Linked DNA regions of Mus musculus: regions 1, 2, 3 and 4 are each linked to region 5. Evidence: chromatin contacts called from public ChIA-PET and HiChIP or PLAC-seq data. All regions are on one chromosome and are shown on one strand. The core of a region is the stretch at or near the end of the contact, and the rest is flanking DNA. Distances in the headings are between cores, read along the strand shown. Region 1 holds the start of Psmd8 (proteasome (prosome, macropain) 26S subunit, non-ATPase, 8). Region 2 holds the start of Ryr1 (ryanodine receptor 1, skeletal muscle). Region 3 holds the start of Spint2 (serine protease inhibitor, Kunitz type 2). Region 4 has its middle 5.5 kb from the start of 2200002D01Rik. Region 5 holds the start of Hnrnpl (heterogeneous nuclear ribonucleoprotein L).

Region 1 (2,700 bases), core at 117-2,616, 370 kb after region 5:
TCCTAACCCACACAACTGCCATGAATATTAGTGGAGTCAGACCTTGTAAAGCAAACACCAAAGGGCCCAAGAACACGGAGCGTACCAATTGGATTACCTCATCTTACAAATATTAGTAACTCCACTGAGAAACACGAGGCACTTGGTGCCTGACCCAGGGGGATCATGGGGTAGGGAGACGCCCATGACCTCAATTCTTCCTGTTGCTATATTTAGCTTGTTTTAGGTTTCTCTCTTGTTTAAGACAGCATCTCCCCAGGCAGGCCAATCTAGTCTAGAACTGGAGAGCCTGGTGTGAGCCTCTCGAGTGCTAGGATTACAAGTGTGGGACATCGTGTTCAGCCATTATATGCAGGTCTGGGAAGACCTCCACCACAGTGTGCCCGAGAAGGGGTAACAAGGAATGTGGGGCATTCCTTTTCCCTCCCCCCCCAGTCCATCCCAGACACCATTCCTTAGTAAACTTGGGAACCTAACACATATTTTGTTGTTGTTTACTTATTATTATTATATATATATTTTGAGACGAAGTCTATGTAGCCCAGCCTCCTCAAACTCGCTATTGAAGACCAGACTGGCCTTCTATCCGCCTGAGTGTGTTTACAACCGAAACGTGTGCTCTTCTAGGTTCGTTTTTGGCTTCAAACTGTTCCTGTTGCCCCTCTTCACACAGGTGTTTCCTAACCTCTGCTCCCTCACAGCTTACCTGGGCTTTATTTGCCACACATTCCCTCAACGTCCCGTCACCTCAGACTTATTCTTTTCACTATCTCCCCGTTTGTCACTGATCCCACTCCTTCCTGCCTCCCTCCAAGTAACAAAGCTCGAACCATCTCATTCGATTCTGCCAGAACCAATCTTTCCATCATCACTCCCTTAACGACACCTCAGGGCCCGCTCTACCAGCCTCGATCTCCCGTCTGTCACCTTCCCCCAGGCATTAGGCATCTAGGACCCGGCGACCTCTTACCTTCAGGCGGCCCAGTTCTTCTCCACATTTACTAAGGTTCGGGTTCTTCCGGTTCCACTCGTCCTTGAGTTGCTCGTACATGCCGGCCGCTGCCTGCAGGATCCCGACCGAGGTGGCCGCGGGTCCGGAGCTCGAGACGGTGGTCGACCCGTTCACCGTAGCCGCTGTGGCCGCCATCTTCCGTGATGCGGCAAGCCGCCGACCCGACTTACGGCAGCGACGCCGGGCAATGGACTCCCGGCGGAAATGAGGCCGGGAGGTGGAGCCCAAAACTGGAGGCGGAGCTACCACTGCCAGTTTCCGCCCCCCGCGGGAGGAGCGCCGCGGCTCTCCTCGGGGTGTCTTCGCAGCCCGACCCTTAATGAACATGCCGCAGCTCCGCCTCTGCTGTCATTCAAAATGGCGAACGGAAGTCCGTTCGCTCCAACTGAAAACAATGCCCACAATGTCCCGCCCACCTGTAGTCACCATGGCCACCCTCGCTGGCTTCGGCCTGTGGAATGTCCATCTTAAGGGTACCGCCTCTACGTCAAGGGGTGGCGATGTGGAGCCATTTGGAAAACTTGTCAGGTGTCACTACATAGGCAGGCTGAGAGAGGACTAGCAGGTGAGATTTAAGATTAGGCGTTCGTGTTTATCAGAGCATCATTCTTCCACGTTTTTTTCAGACTCTTTAAAAAGATTTATTTATTCATTTTATGTATATAAGTACACTGTGGCTGTCTTCAGACACCCCAGAAGAGGGTATTTGATCCCTTTATGGATGGTTGTGAGCCACCATGTGGTTGCTGGGAATTTTAGTCAGGGCTTCTGGAAGAGCAGTCAGTGCTCTTAACCACTGAGCCATTTCTCTTATTTTCTCTTATTCCATTTTTTTCTTATTTTTGAAATTAAAATAGAATTACAGACCGAGCTTTGTGGTTCACGCTTTTAATCCCAGCACTTGGGATGCAGAGGCAGGCGGATCTCTGAGTTCCAGGCCAGCCTGGCCTACAGGCATGCGTGTGTGTGTGTGTGTGTGTGTGTGTGTGTGTGCGTGCATGTGCCCATGTTGAGGTCAGAGGACAGCTTCACAGAGTCGGCTCTCTCTTTAGATCTCATGAGGCCTGGGGATCAAACCCAGGTTGTCAGGCTTGAGAGCTCCTTTATCTGCTGTGCCATCTTGAAAATAAAAGATTCTGACATCATTCTGACAGTTAACTACAGCTGTGCTGGTACAAACCAAGCGGACGTGAGCCTTTCTGAGGACTCGGGACTGATTCTGCAAGGAGGCTTTATTAGGGTCTGAATGAGACATGAGCATTCTAGCCAACCAGAAAGTCCTGGGGAGGTGGCAGGCTGCATTCCCATGAGGAGAGGCCTAAGGGTTCATGAGGAAGAGTACAGACCAGGGACTCAGGCCACCTTTGCTCTCTTAGCTTGAACATTGTCCTCTTTGGTACCTGGTCTGGAGGGACCCTCAAAACTTCCCTCTGAGCTGTGAGAATGGAGGGTGAAGCCCCCAGAAGAGGAGGAAGATGAATAGGTCTCTGGTGCCATCATGTTGTGAATCTTCCAGCGAAATGAGACCCAGGCCTTCACTATGTGAGGCCACACGAGGCAGAACAGGATGTAGAAGACAACCAGGGCTATAAAGAAGCTGGTAGACACCTGCAAGCCCAGTACAACAGTCACAAGGGGTCGGGGTTGGGGTTGGGGTATAGTAGTAGGTGAACCCCCTGCCCACCCAG
Region 2 (2,813 bases), core at 173-2,672, 310 kb after region 5:
TAAAGATAGGGCCCTACCTCAGAAGATAGGGCAATGAGAATATAATTAGACACCTCAGGAGGCTGAGGCCCTGGGCACGGGGCCTGGTGCAGTGACTGCTCAGCAGCTGGGAGCCACAGCCATTGGCTTACTAGGGCAATGGAAAGCCATGGTGTAGGCTAAGGGGCTGGGGCTGGGGAGAGGCCCTCCTCCAGTGGCTTCACAGTCCAGCTGTCCCCATCCTTCATTACCAGCCCCAGCTGTTTGTTCCTCCCTCCCAAGAAACCGGACCCAGCCTACCAGGGTCCTATTCTGGGTCAGGAATGCTGCGTCAGCATTTCTGTGTGGACCCAGGACCTCGGGGGTGGGGGGTTGGGGGGGAGAGAGTGCAGGGTCAGCAGACCTGGCCCCAACAGAGACCATCTCCCATATCCAACCCCCATCTCAGCCCATGGGAGGATATGGTGGGAAGGACTAAGAAAAAGGCAGCCCCTCCCCCTCTTGTCCCCTCCCTGTCCCCTACCCAGAGCCCAGAAAAGAGGGCTATTCTGGGAGAGACACCTGTTGTCCCAAGTCCCATCCCTGCCCCCAGCTGGAGATCTGAGATTCAGAGAGACAGGATCAGAGGGACAGCCACACGCAGAAGGCTGAAGCCAAGGGCCAAGAGACAGAGACTCAGACATAAGATATACCAAGGAGCTGAGAAAGACTTCATCACCCAGGTACCCTCAGAGGCCATTAGCTGACATAGTTAAATCCTCCTCGCCAAAACCGAGGGGAAAAGTACATTGAAGCTCCAAGAGACCCCCAAGGAGACGGCCAAAGACTAGGAGTTGAAAAGAAAGGTGTTGTCCAGCCCACCCCAGCCCCCTTCCCAAGAATTTAAATAGGTCAGAGCCTGGAGCAAGAAGGGAATGAGGGCTGGGGTGGCGGTGGAGGACAGCTAAATTAAGCCCAAGAATTAGAACCACCTTCCTCAAGTGCCTGCTTCCAGAACGGCAGGAGGCGGGGTGCTTCCTCAATGACCCCAAATCTCTTATGTCAGGAGAGGGCGTCTGAGGATCCCACCCTCTCCTGCCCACTCGGTCCTCCTAAATCCTGCTAATTCTCCGTGGTCGAAAAGGTGATGAGAAAAAACGGAAAGACAAAGTGACCTCGGATTTCAGAGACCACCAGCAAGCAGGGAAGAGACAGAGAGACTCTCAGAAAAGTAAGCAAGAAATCACCCAAGACCTCCGGACCCAGACAAAAACGTACCGTCCGCAAAAACTGGACCTCGTCCTCGCCTTCACCTCCTCCATCACCCATGATGGCAATCCCCGGGTGTCCCGGGCTAGGGTCTGAGGATGGCGAGAGGGGGCTGCAGGCTTGGCGGGGAACCTGAGGGCGGGCTGGGGTCGGAGACCTCTAGGGAAGCCAGAGGCACCCGCGAGGGAGATGGAACTGCAGGAAGCATGCCCTGTGCGGGACACAATGAGAGAAGGTCCCCGCCCCACCGCACACCCATTGGGCAAGCATGGGACAAGCTACGCCCCTGTTCAGAACCCCGCCCACAGCACAAACTCTTGGTGGAAGGTGTTCGTTCTCTCCAGTGAACTGGGTGTCTAGAAAGTAGCTGAGTGGCCATGGTCACAGTGAGATATCATGTATATATTTGTTTGGCTGGCTCTCCCTTTACCCCTTCCTCTCTCCCTCCCCTTCCCCTCCCCCTCCGAGTGTCATGTACTTCAGAATGGCCTTAAACTCCACATGTAGTCAAGAGTGATCTTGAACCTCTGGCCCCATCTGATTTATGTAATGCCGTGGTTCAAACCCTAGATCACTTGCATGCCAGGCAAGCATTCTACCATTGGGCTACACCCTCAGCCTAGTTCCATCCCTTTCTTAATGGCTAAACTGAGCTTCACCCTTGCTGCAGAATCACACAGTTGTAGCTTGGATGCACACCACATCCCCTAACATTAAAAAAAAAATCACTTAGTACCAGACAGAGTGGTATGGCTTATCATCCAAGCTCTGAAGAGATTGAGGCAAGAGGATTGTAAATCTGGAGTTGGGACCGCATAATAAGAGCCTATCTCAGTGTCAACCAGCCAGACCCCCTGGAACTCCGGGGGACTGGACCACCAACAAAAGAATACACATGGAGGGACCCATGGCTCCGGCCGCATATGTGGCAGAGGATGGCCTTGTTGCACATCAGTGGGAGGAGTGGCACTTGGGCCTAAGGGTGTTCAATGGATGCCCCAGTATAGGAGAATGCTATGGTGGGAAGACAGGAGTGGGAGGGTGGATGGGGGAGCACCCCCATAGAAGCAAGAGGAGGGGGGATGGGATAGAGGGTTTCCGAAGGGGAGATCTGGAACAGGGAAAATTTTTGAAATGTAAATAAAGAAAAGGAAGAAAAAAAAAAAAAAGACCCTGTATCAAAACAGAGACAAAAACAGGGCTGCAGGCATGCCCTAGTCGATATAATGTTTATCTAGCTGTCACAAAGCCCCGGGTTCCATCCATAAACTGGGAGTGGCCATGTGAGTCTGTAATTCCAGCAAGCAGAAAGGATCAGAAACTCAAAGTCAACCTCAGCTCCCTAGCTGGAGGCCAGCCTGTGCTACCTGATACCCTGTCTCAAAACTGGGGGGCAGGGGCATGGGTGTGGGAGGGGGGAGAGAAAACACCAGCCTGACCTTGAACTCGCAAACATCCCAGGCCTCTGCCTCCCAGCACTGAGGTTAAACAAATGCGTCACCCCACCCCACCCTACCCCACCCCACCCCACCCCACCCCACCCCACCCCACCCCCGAGCCCCCAGCTAAAACCTGCCTTTTGAAGT
Region 3 (2,700 bases), core at 148-2,647, 470 kb after region 5:
CACCTACTCATTCAATTGTTAGGATAGGTGCCACCCTCCTTAGAGTACTTCCTGAGTTAAGTACCCTTCACCATCTTCTATCACTGTTCTTATCCCGCTGTCTTCTAGTCACCGCTAGTCATTTAATCTTTGGCGAGTACTCTGCACGTTAAGTGTTCGCTCCCACTGGAATCCAAGCTCTGCGAATTCAGGAACCTGTCTAGTCTTGAGTCAGCCACGACCACCATTCTTACAGACCCTCAGCGGGGACTCAATTAAGTTTGCTCAATCAATGAATTCTTTCAAAAGAGATCTTTTCAAAGCTGGCTAGTGGTTGTCTGAAGCAGTTAAAAGTTGTAACGACTCCTAAAGACGCAAACCCCAGCTGCTGGGTGCCAATACTACACTCGGAGAACAGACGTTCCTGCATTGGCAGGCACCTTGGCAAAGCTCCTCCCTTCTACCAACCGCTGCTTCTCTTCTTCCTCGGGAGATCATGGGGCTGTTGCCATATGTGATATCAACAGGTGTCCGAAGTGCGTTTTCCCTGTACCCAAAGCGGCCAACAGGTCTCCCGAACAAATTTCCACCTCTGAGGCTTGAATGCGCCCCCCACCCCCACCCCAAGTCCCCGTCCCCACCCCGGGCTTTCTTTGGCCAAGCAATTTCCGCTTCGTTGAGCTCCTCACCCACTTCCAGTGCCACGCCTTCCTGGGTCAATACACCTCATCTCCCTCCCTTCCTCCTTCCTTCTGGAAGGGACACTTTGCTAACCCTTACGCCCCCGCGCTCGCGAGGCTCCTACCCTTCCTAGCCCGCCACCTGCAGGTCTGGCTCCACCGCCCATCCTCCCCAACCCCAAGGAGCCTGCGATCACTCTGCGCACCGAGTACCCCCACTTTCGCTGCGGCCTCCTCTATCCCCTGCTCCCGGATCCCCCGCCTGGCCCTCACCGTGGACGTCTAGTTCTCGGCTGGCCACCTGGGCCCCGGAGAGGAGCAGCGAAGCTACCAAGGCGAGGAGCGCCCGGCCCCGCCGCAGCTCACAAAGCTGCGCCATGACCTGCTGCCAGCGCCGCGCGCCAGGCCTCGAGCCGCCGGCCGTTGGGGTGTGGGGGTGGGGTCTCGCGAGCAGGTGCGGGAAAGCCCACGGCCGCGCACGCGCACTGCAGGTCCGCGGGCTCAGGTGCGGCTTCGCCCCGGAGTAGGACTTCGAGGCGCCCGGGTCCCCGGAAGCCCTTTTTTCTGGCTTTTGGCGCGTGCGACGCCTTAGTTGCCTCCCAACACGGTCCCTGGACTCGCGCGGCAACACTCTGCGACTCTTCCCCAGACTGTGAAAGCCTCCACCCGTCCGAGGAGTACTACGGCGAATGGCGGACGCAGGGACACAAGAGAAGGTGGCACCCAGGCTGGGGGTGGGGCGCACCTGGCGGGGCGGGGCAGATGCGGCGCAAGCGCGGAGGGCCCCGCACCTGGCTCTGCGGCCTGCACCTGGCACCGCCCCCGGCTCCTGGGAGGAGGCGTGGTTGGCATTGACCCCGCCCCAGCCGGACCTTGCGGGAGGCGTGGGTCTGTTGGCCACGACGTCCTTGCGCCTTCGTGCTTGCGCTGTGACTATGGCGAGAGAAACTTTTCGGAAACCTGTGGCTGTCTGCCCGCTCTGCTTTAGCGTTCCTTTAGGTGTGAGAGATATATCCTGCCTAAATTCCTCGTTCTCTGTGCCATAAACAAATGTCCCGGATTGAGCAGTGGCCAGGCCAGCTTGGCCTGTGTGTCGTCAAACAGGATCAGCCCGTAGTAGTGATGCGGAAGCAGAGGGAAGAGTGATCAGGAATGTGATGGTGAAATCCTACAGTTGAGTGAGCAGGGGTTGGGACAGTGAAAATCAGGGCATGATCAGAGCCCAGTTTCCTATTCAGTGCGACTGCCAGTTAGGCAGGGCACTGTCTGGAAAGAGGTGACAAGTCCTTAAAACTGCAGGTTTCTCTGGACCCCGTACAGGAAGACAAATACAAATATATAGAGGTGTTAGGGTGACGATCAGAAGCTTGCAAAGGATGAACAGACCTGAAAGGGGGAGGGACACGGGGACTGGACTAGGTACAACACCCAAAGGAGACTTACAAACCACTACCACAGAACCAGGGTGGGCTTCTGGAAAGAAGCTCCATTTAAACTGGATGAATGGAGGAGGGCTGACAGAGGAAGTAGAAGGCCGTTAGCAGAAGAATTAATGATCTCGTTATCATTGAAAATACTGCTCTTGGGCTGGCAAAGTGGCTAAGTAAATACAACTGCCACCAAACCTGATGACCAGATTCGCACCTGCTCGCAAGGTCACCCCCCACCACCACCCCCCAACGGCTGGAGGCCTGGCGTGCCCGGGTGCTCCACGCCTTGTTAGCTTCGCTGCTTCTCTCCGGGGCCCAGGCGGCCAGGAGATTCCTGGTGCAAACACGGTGGAAGAAGAGAACTGGCTTCCTGAAGTTCTCTGACCTCCACACTGTAGCCATGGCACCTGCCAGACCACACGAACACAGACACACACACACAGACACACACACACACACAGACACACACACACACACACACACACACACAAATAAATGTGTTTAAGAAAAATAAAATAGGGCTGGAGAGATGGCTCAGCGGTTAAGAGCACTGACTGCTCTTCTGAAGGTCCTGAGTTCAAATCCCAGCAACCACATGGTGGCTCACAACC
Region 4 (2,834 bases), core at 331-2,830, 440 kb after region 5:
TACAACTCCGGTTCCTAGAAATGAGATGCTCGTGGGCTTTGCTAGCACTTGTGGACTCACACAGATACATGTAACTAACACATCTTTAAATGGTAGAAATTAAGGACCAATGTCTGGAGTGGTCTTCTGACCTCCATGTGCTCCAGTATGCACACACATGCACAAAGCCCATGTACATACTAAGTGGTGGGTCTTACGGCTCAGTGGTAGAGCACTTTGCCAGAATCCAGTGAGGGGCTGGGGTATGGCTCAGTGATAGAGTGCTTGCCTAGCAAATACAAGATCCTGGGTTCTATCTCAGTCCCACAAAATAATGTATTAAAAGACAAGAATTCGCCGGGCGGTGGTGGCAAACGGCTTTAATCCCAGCACTTGTGAGGCAGAGACAGGCGGATTTCTGAGTTCGAGGCCAGCCTGGTCTACAAAGTGAGTTCCAAGACAGCCAGGGCTACACAGAGAAACCCTGTCTCAAAAAACAAAACAAATATTCTTGCCTCATAAAGTAAATGGCTTTGCAGACTCCGCTTGTCCTGAACAGGCAGCGTTCAGAATGTCAACTGTCTCTTTAGCCCTCCCCTCCACACTGGGGTATTGGTGTTGAGTCTCTGCCCTGGCCTCTCTAGGGTGTGGCTAGTAGGCCGTGGGGTAGGAGGGGCTTCTGTACCCTGGAGATCGTGCACTGCAGTGCTGTTTCAGAGTGGGAGAATGGGAGGGGAGGACAAGGCCTCGTCTCTCCTAACTTCACCTCCATCACATTGTACACAGGATGCCCCACTTCTATCTTTCCCCTCACCTGGCAGGCACTGCACCTGCCCTTCTGGACGTCTCAAGCTTACGGAGGCTGTGTCCTTTTCTCATGTATAGGCCCCAGCTGGTGAGAGGCCACCTATCTCCACTAGCTCTTCTCATTCTCCCCAACTGCTGTAGGCACCCCACTGATCTCCGTTTTTTTGCCTTCTGTTTCATTAACTTCTGCCCCAAATGCCTTGGTGCCAGGGTGTTAAATAGTGCCACTCTGCCCCTCAAGCAAAGCATGCAGTATTGCTGGTGTCCTCACTCCTGGGTCCCTCCATCCCTTTTCTCACCTCAAGAAAAGGCATCCTCAGGGGCTAGCTGTAATCCTGCATTTTATTTAGTTTTGTTTTGAGACAGGGTCTCTTTGTAGACCAGGCTGGTATCCAACTCACAGAGATTCACCTGCCTTTGCCTCAACACTGGGTTTAAAGGCCTGTGCCACCTCCGCCAGCAAAGCATAGGATTTTGTTACTTCAGCAATTACAGTGGGTAGGGAGGCCAAGATGCTGAGGGGCCCAGGTGGGAGAGCAAATACCTTTCCTGGAGTGCTATATGCCTGAGGTCCCTCCTACATGCTTGAGGTCACGTCTGTCTGGAAAAGGGATTATGGTGAGCCTTCGTTTAGTTTTTCCTGGAGTCCCCAAGAACAGAGGCCCAGCTCCTATAAACAACACTATCCCTATTCAACCGCATCCCAGCAGCTGGATGAGCTGGAAGCACGCAGGGACTTTTCTCTTATCAGGCTGAAGCACTGTGCTAGCCTGTGACTACTGGGCTGAGCTCAGCTTCCACCCAGTCCAGAGTTCACTTCCTTCTGCTTCTCAGCTAACATCCTGGCTGTTAACCTCTAGACTCCTGGGTCAGAAACTGGCTTCCTAGCTTCTCACGCACAGCAAGACATTAGCATCTGTGGTTTTCTTTGTTCACAGGACTCCAGATACATACATACATACATACATACACACACACACACACACACACACACACACACACACATACACACACACGCCTGGGCAGTAGGCTATGGCAAAGGAAGAACACAATTAGGTGAGGATGTAGCTCAATGGCCTGCCAATTGCTTGGTATCAACAAAGGGATATTATAAAGCTTGGAGAGCCCTCAGCTTTATACCAGCAACGACTGTTCCTCCTCCCTACACACGTGAGCAGCAATGCAGTCCTGAGGAGTGACCTTCATAGTGCTCAGGATCACCCCTTCTTAACCCTTGAAACCCTGGGGCCTGGGGAAGTGGCAAGGACAATATGGGTGAGTTCCCATTCCAGGGACCAGTTTCACAGCCTCCTCCTCCAGAGCCAGTGGCTCCTCACAGTCCCATCTGTGAAGAGTTCCATGCAAGTACAACCATTTTGCAAAGTTCCCAAGAGCAAGACCTACAGGACCAGAGGCCCATGTGAGTGGACTCAGCTCAGTCCAGTGTCCAGCCCTCAGCCATGTGTGTGTCCACTGAGTACCTCCACTGAACACTTTGATCAGTCTGAGCAATAGAAGCCAGTCAGTCAAATCCCTTCAAGTTGGTTCATCCCCAGGCAAAACTGTACAACCCAGGAGTCTCAGGCTGGGGAAAGATTAGCACATCTTATAGACTGGGTGGATCTAAGAGTCTGTCACCCATTGGACCCACACTGATGGGCCAGGCTGACTTGTGACCTCTAATGTACTCTCAATCACTGTAAGGGGCAACTGGCTTCATACTGTAAATACAGATATTCTGTGGTACTGGACAAAAAGCAGGGTTCAGTGTTGACAGTGATCTTTTAAAAATGTTATGTGTATGAGTGTTCCGACTGCATGTACATCAACACTTGTGTGCCTGGTGTCCCAGAGACCAGAGAGGGTATTAAACACCCTACAACTGGAGTAACAAACAGATGATTGTGAGCCACCATATGTTGTTGCGCATTGAAATTGGGCCCTTTCCAAGAGCTGTCTGTCTGTCTGAGACAGGGTCTTATAGCCCAGACTGGCCTTGAGATTTTGACCCTGCTTCTGAGGGCTGGGATTACAGGCATGTGCTACCG
Region 5 (2,830 bases), core at 181-2,680:
TTTACTCACATTTCAAACTTAGTACCAAGCGGATATCCGCTTTGGGAATGACCTGGTGGAAAGGTGTCACAGCACGTTTTGAAGCGGCCTGTGAGTCTTACACCGTCTCAAGACGTGTGTGTGTGTGTGTGTGTGTGTGTGCGCGCGCGCGCGTGCGTGTGGTGGGGGTGGGGGTAGATACGCGCCTTGTCTGTGCTAGGCAAGCGTTCCATTGCTGAGCTACATCCCAGAGTCTTCTTGACTCCCTAGTTTCCCCATAAAGCCTCTGGACGGGTCTGTGGTCGGGATCCGGATCCTCCGTCAGTACGTTCCCTGTCTGCTTGCTCCCCGGCGGGCACTTGTCGGCGTTGCAGCTCTCGGGCTTCGCAGGACCCTGGGAGGAGACAATCGCTTCAGAGCAGTCTCCAAGTAGCGAGTCTAAGCCACAGAGCACTCTGGAGGACGCAGGGTGCTCAGTTGCCAAGTGCGAACCGAGTTGAACTATAAAGATCTACCACCATGACTGAATTTAGAGTGAAATGACGGTGCCTGCCAGGGTCCAAAGTCACATGGCAATCAATGAGTGTTTTATTAGTGAGAAGTGCTCAGATTTGAAGGTTCTTTTAAAAATAATAACCTCCAGCTTAGGATAGGGTAGAGGTGAAGTAAACGTTCTAATGGGTTATAGCTGCTGCAAATTGTTGTCTTGCTCTAGACTTCCGGAGCTTGCAAACAACAGACGCGCGAAAGACCGTTCGGGTACTCGAGTAGTTGTATCCCTTAAAGTCACCTCTTCTATTGAAGCCCCCCCCCCCCCCCAAAAGTACAGGAGCGCATGCGCTCTCTCGGGACCGGTTCCTAGATTGCGCCACAGAGAGCCTACGGGCTCTCCTTTTTCACCAATCAGAAGCTATCAGTCGTCCTATACCATCTGGCAATAGGGCATTCTTTCCACTCTTCATTGACCAATCGAGTGTTGACGTACGAGACGGGCACCTGGGGGAACAATTGTAGGAACACAGAAGGGAAGGCCTTTCTTGTATCCCAGCGGAGTGGCGCGGGAAGATGGTCGTTGTGACTGGGAAACGCAAGGATTTCAGAGTGACCGATTAGCTAGGAAACCAATGAGAGCGGGAAGGAGGCGGAGCTTCGGAGGCCCACTTCCATTTACTGTTTGTGGGAAGGCGGAGCGATCCCAAAAATCTGGCCTATTAAATCAGAGTTTATTTTAAGGAGGTGGGGCCTGGCGGAATGACTGGCAAGAAGCGTTCACCTATAAGGAGTGCGATTGGCGAACAGAGGCGGTCTTTCCAATAGAACGGCATGCGTCCTATCCAATAGAAATGAACCGTGAGGAAACTTCCCCTCCCCCCAAGATAGGGCCAGTGGCTCCCCCTATCGGGTGGGGGCGGCGAGTGACGGGCGTGTCCCTCCCCCAATGAGAGGCGGGGGGAGGCGGGTTCTGCGCCGCCATGTCGCGGAGGCTGCTGCCCCGGGCGGAGAAGCGGCGTCGGCGGCTCGAGCAGAGGCAGCAGCCGGACGAGCAGCTGAGGCGGGCGGGAGCGATGGTGAAGATGGCGGCTGCGGGCGGCGGAGGTGGCGGTGGTCGCTATTACGGCGGCGGCAACGAGGGAGGCCGAGCCCCTAAACGGCTGAAGACTGAAAACGCCGGCGACCAGCACGGAGGCGGCGGCGGCGGAGGCTCCGGGGCGGCGGGCGGCGGCGGCGGGGTGAGGCTGGGGCTTTAGACTCCCGGAAGGAAGGGGAAATTTCGTACTTTAAAAAGCTATTTATTTTTCACAGGGGGGAAAAATCTCTGCGCAGGCGCTGCAGCCCTCGCGCTTTTTTGGTGGGTGGGGGAGGGGCAGGCGTTGGGCAAACGGCGGGGTTTGCGCGAGGACAGGCGCTTGCGCGTGCGCACAATCCGAAGCGGGGCTTGAGGGGGCGGAGGAAGCGGCTGGCTCTGCAGGCACCGCACTGCGCAGGCGCCGCGGGCCGGCATGTGGGGGGCCTAGGCACGCGGTCGGGCCGTTTTTTTTTTTTCTCCTCACTTCTTTATCTTTTTTTTTTTCCTCTTCTTTCCGTGTCCCTATGCGCAAGCGCGTTTCTACAACCACAGCCAGCGAGCGGGAAGCGGGTGGGCGGTGGCCTGACCGAGTCGCCCCGTCGCAGTTTTAATCATGGTCGTTTCCATATAGAAGTTCACTTGATGAAATTATAAAATTATAATGCCCAGATTAAACTGTTTAACTTCTTTTACTGTGTGCATTGAAAAACGGAAGACGATTTGTGAAAGGCAGATTTAACTTTGGGAATTGAGCCAAGCTTAGAAATTATCACTCGATTTGCTTAGGGCTCCAGGATTGGGGCATTTATAAACTAAACTGTATTATGGTCCTGTGGCTATGCATAGAGTCTTTCAGCCTATTTAGTCTTCTGAAGGTCACAATTATGGTGTCTGGGTTAGGATGCAGTTTGCATTCCTTTTAAAAGTTTATTATTAAAGTCCTTCCGGTGGGCACGGAGTCACAGGCCTTTAATCTCTTTGGTTTGAGGCCAGCCTCTTATGCATAGTTAATTCCAGGACAGACAAGGCTGTGAGACTTATCAAAAAGCCAAACAAACAGTGCCCTCTTGATGAGGCTGCTGCTCATGCATTTATCAGCTTCTCCCTGTTGTTACAGTGTTAGGTTTCTCAAGGATTTGGAAGACATTTTAGTTGAGTCTGGTAAGTTAACTGCCAAGCTAGACAACGGGAGCCCATGAGGTGGAAGGAGAGAACAGACTCCAAAAGGTTGTTCTCCGAACATCTCATGGGCTGTGTGGTGAGCCTTACCCCCACCCTAATCAT

The links. ChIA-PET counts read pairs in DNA pulled down with a chosen protein or histone mark. HiChIP or PLAC-seq counts read pairs in DNA pulled down with a chosen protein or histone mark.
Region 1: a contact with region 5 is called in an RNA polymerase II ChIA-PET map of memory CD8 T cells, with 37 read pairs. The contact joins the promoter of Psmd8 here to the promoter of Hnrnpl in region 5. A contact is called at or near these places in 3 of 39 promoter capture datasets (cranial neural crest, erythroid cells and hippocampal neurons), 1 of 484 Hi-C or Micro-C datasets (muscle stem cells), 5 of 115 datasets of contacts at active chromatin or transcription factors (bone marrow-derived macrophages, effector CD8 T cells, embryonic limb bud and 2 more) and 1 of 9 other capture datasets (adipose tissue).
Region 2: a contact with region 5 is called in an HNF4G HiChIP or PLAC-seq map of pancreatic cancer cells. The contact joins the promoter of Ryr1 here to the promoter of Hnrnpl in region 5. A contact is called at or near these places in 1 of 39 promoter capture datasets (neural stem cells), 1 of 484 Hi-C or Micro-C datasets (palatal mesenchyme), 1 of 115 datasets of contacts at active chromatin or transcription factors (pancreatic cancer cells) and 2 of 9 other capture datasets (liver and pancreatic islet).
Region 3: a FOXA1 HiChIP or PLAC-seq map of pancreatic cancer cells shows a contact between it and region 5. The contact joins the promoter of Spint2 here to the promoter of Hnrnpl in region 5. A contact is called at or near these places in 2 of 39 promoter capture datasets (cranial neural crest and embryonic stem cells), 2 of 484 Hi-C or Micro-C datasets (embryonic stem cells and uterus) and 3 of 115 datasets of contacts at active chromatin or transcription factors (cardiomyocytes, microglia and pancreatic cancer cells).
Region 4: an HNF4G HiChIP or PLAC-seq map of pancreatic cancer cells shows a contact between it and region 5. The contact joins the enhancer-like site here to the promoter of Hnrnpl in region 5. A contact is called at or near these places in 3 of 39 promoter capture datasets (cranial neural crest, erythroid cells and neural stem cells) and 1 of 115 datasets of contacts at active chromatin or transcription factors (pancreatic cancer cells).

The regions. Positions count from the first base shown.
Region 1 is chr7:29,179,307-29,182,006 of GRCm38.p6, forward strand. Psmd8 (proteasome (prosome, macropain) 26S subunit, non-ATPase, 8) reads right to left here and starts at 1,367. Exons shown (of 7, transcript NM_026545.3): 1 at 971-1,367. The coding sequence starts at 1,339. Catsperg1 (cation channel sperm associated auxiliary subunit gamma 1) reads right to left here. Exons shown (of 28, transcript NM_001368407.1): 28 at 2,226-2,620. The coding sequence ends at 2,366.
Region 2 is chr7:29,123,729-29,126,541 of GRCm38.p6, forward strand. Ryr1 (ryanodine receptor 1, skeletal muscle) reads right to left here and starts at 1,423. Exons shown (of 106, transcript NM_009109.2): 1 at 1,237-1,423. The coding sequence starts at 1,287.
Region 3 is chr7:29,280,580-29,283,279 of GRCm38.p6, forward strand. It overlaps Spint2 (serine protease inhibitor, Kunitz type 2), which reads right to left and starts at 1,398. Exons shown (of 7, transcript NM_011464.2): 1 at 933-1,398. The coding sequence starts at 1,038.
Region 4 is chr7:29,252,506-29,255,339 of GRCm38.p6, forward strand. No RefSeq gene overlaps it. Among named protein-coding and RNA genes, the nearest start is that of 2200002D01Rik, 5.5 kb to the left of the region's middle. Within about 2 kb of position 1,581, at least 39 of the 459 cell types and tissues checked have an H3K27ac peak or open chromatin away from gene starts, as enhancers often do. A contact at or near this core is called in pancreatic cancer cells, where this site is marked.
Region 5 is chr7:28,809,460-28,812,289 of GRCm38.p6, forward strand. Hnrnpl (heterogeneous nuclear ribonucleoprotein L) reads left to right here and starts at 1,431. Exons shown (of 13, transcript NM_177301.5): 1 at 1,431-1,709. The coding sequence starts at 1,452.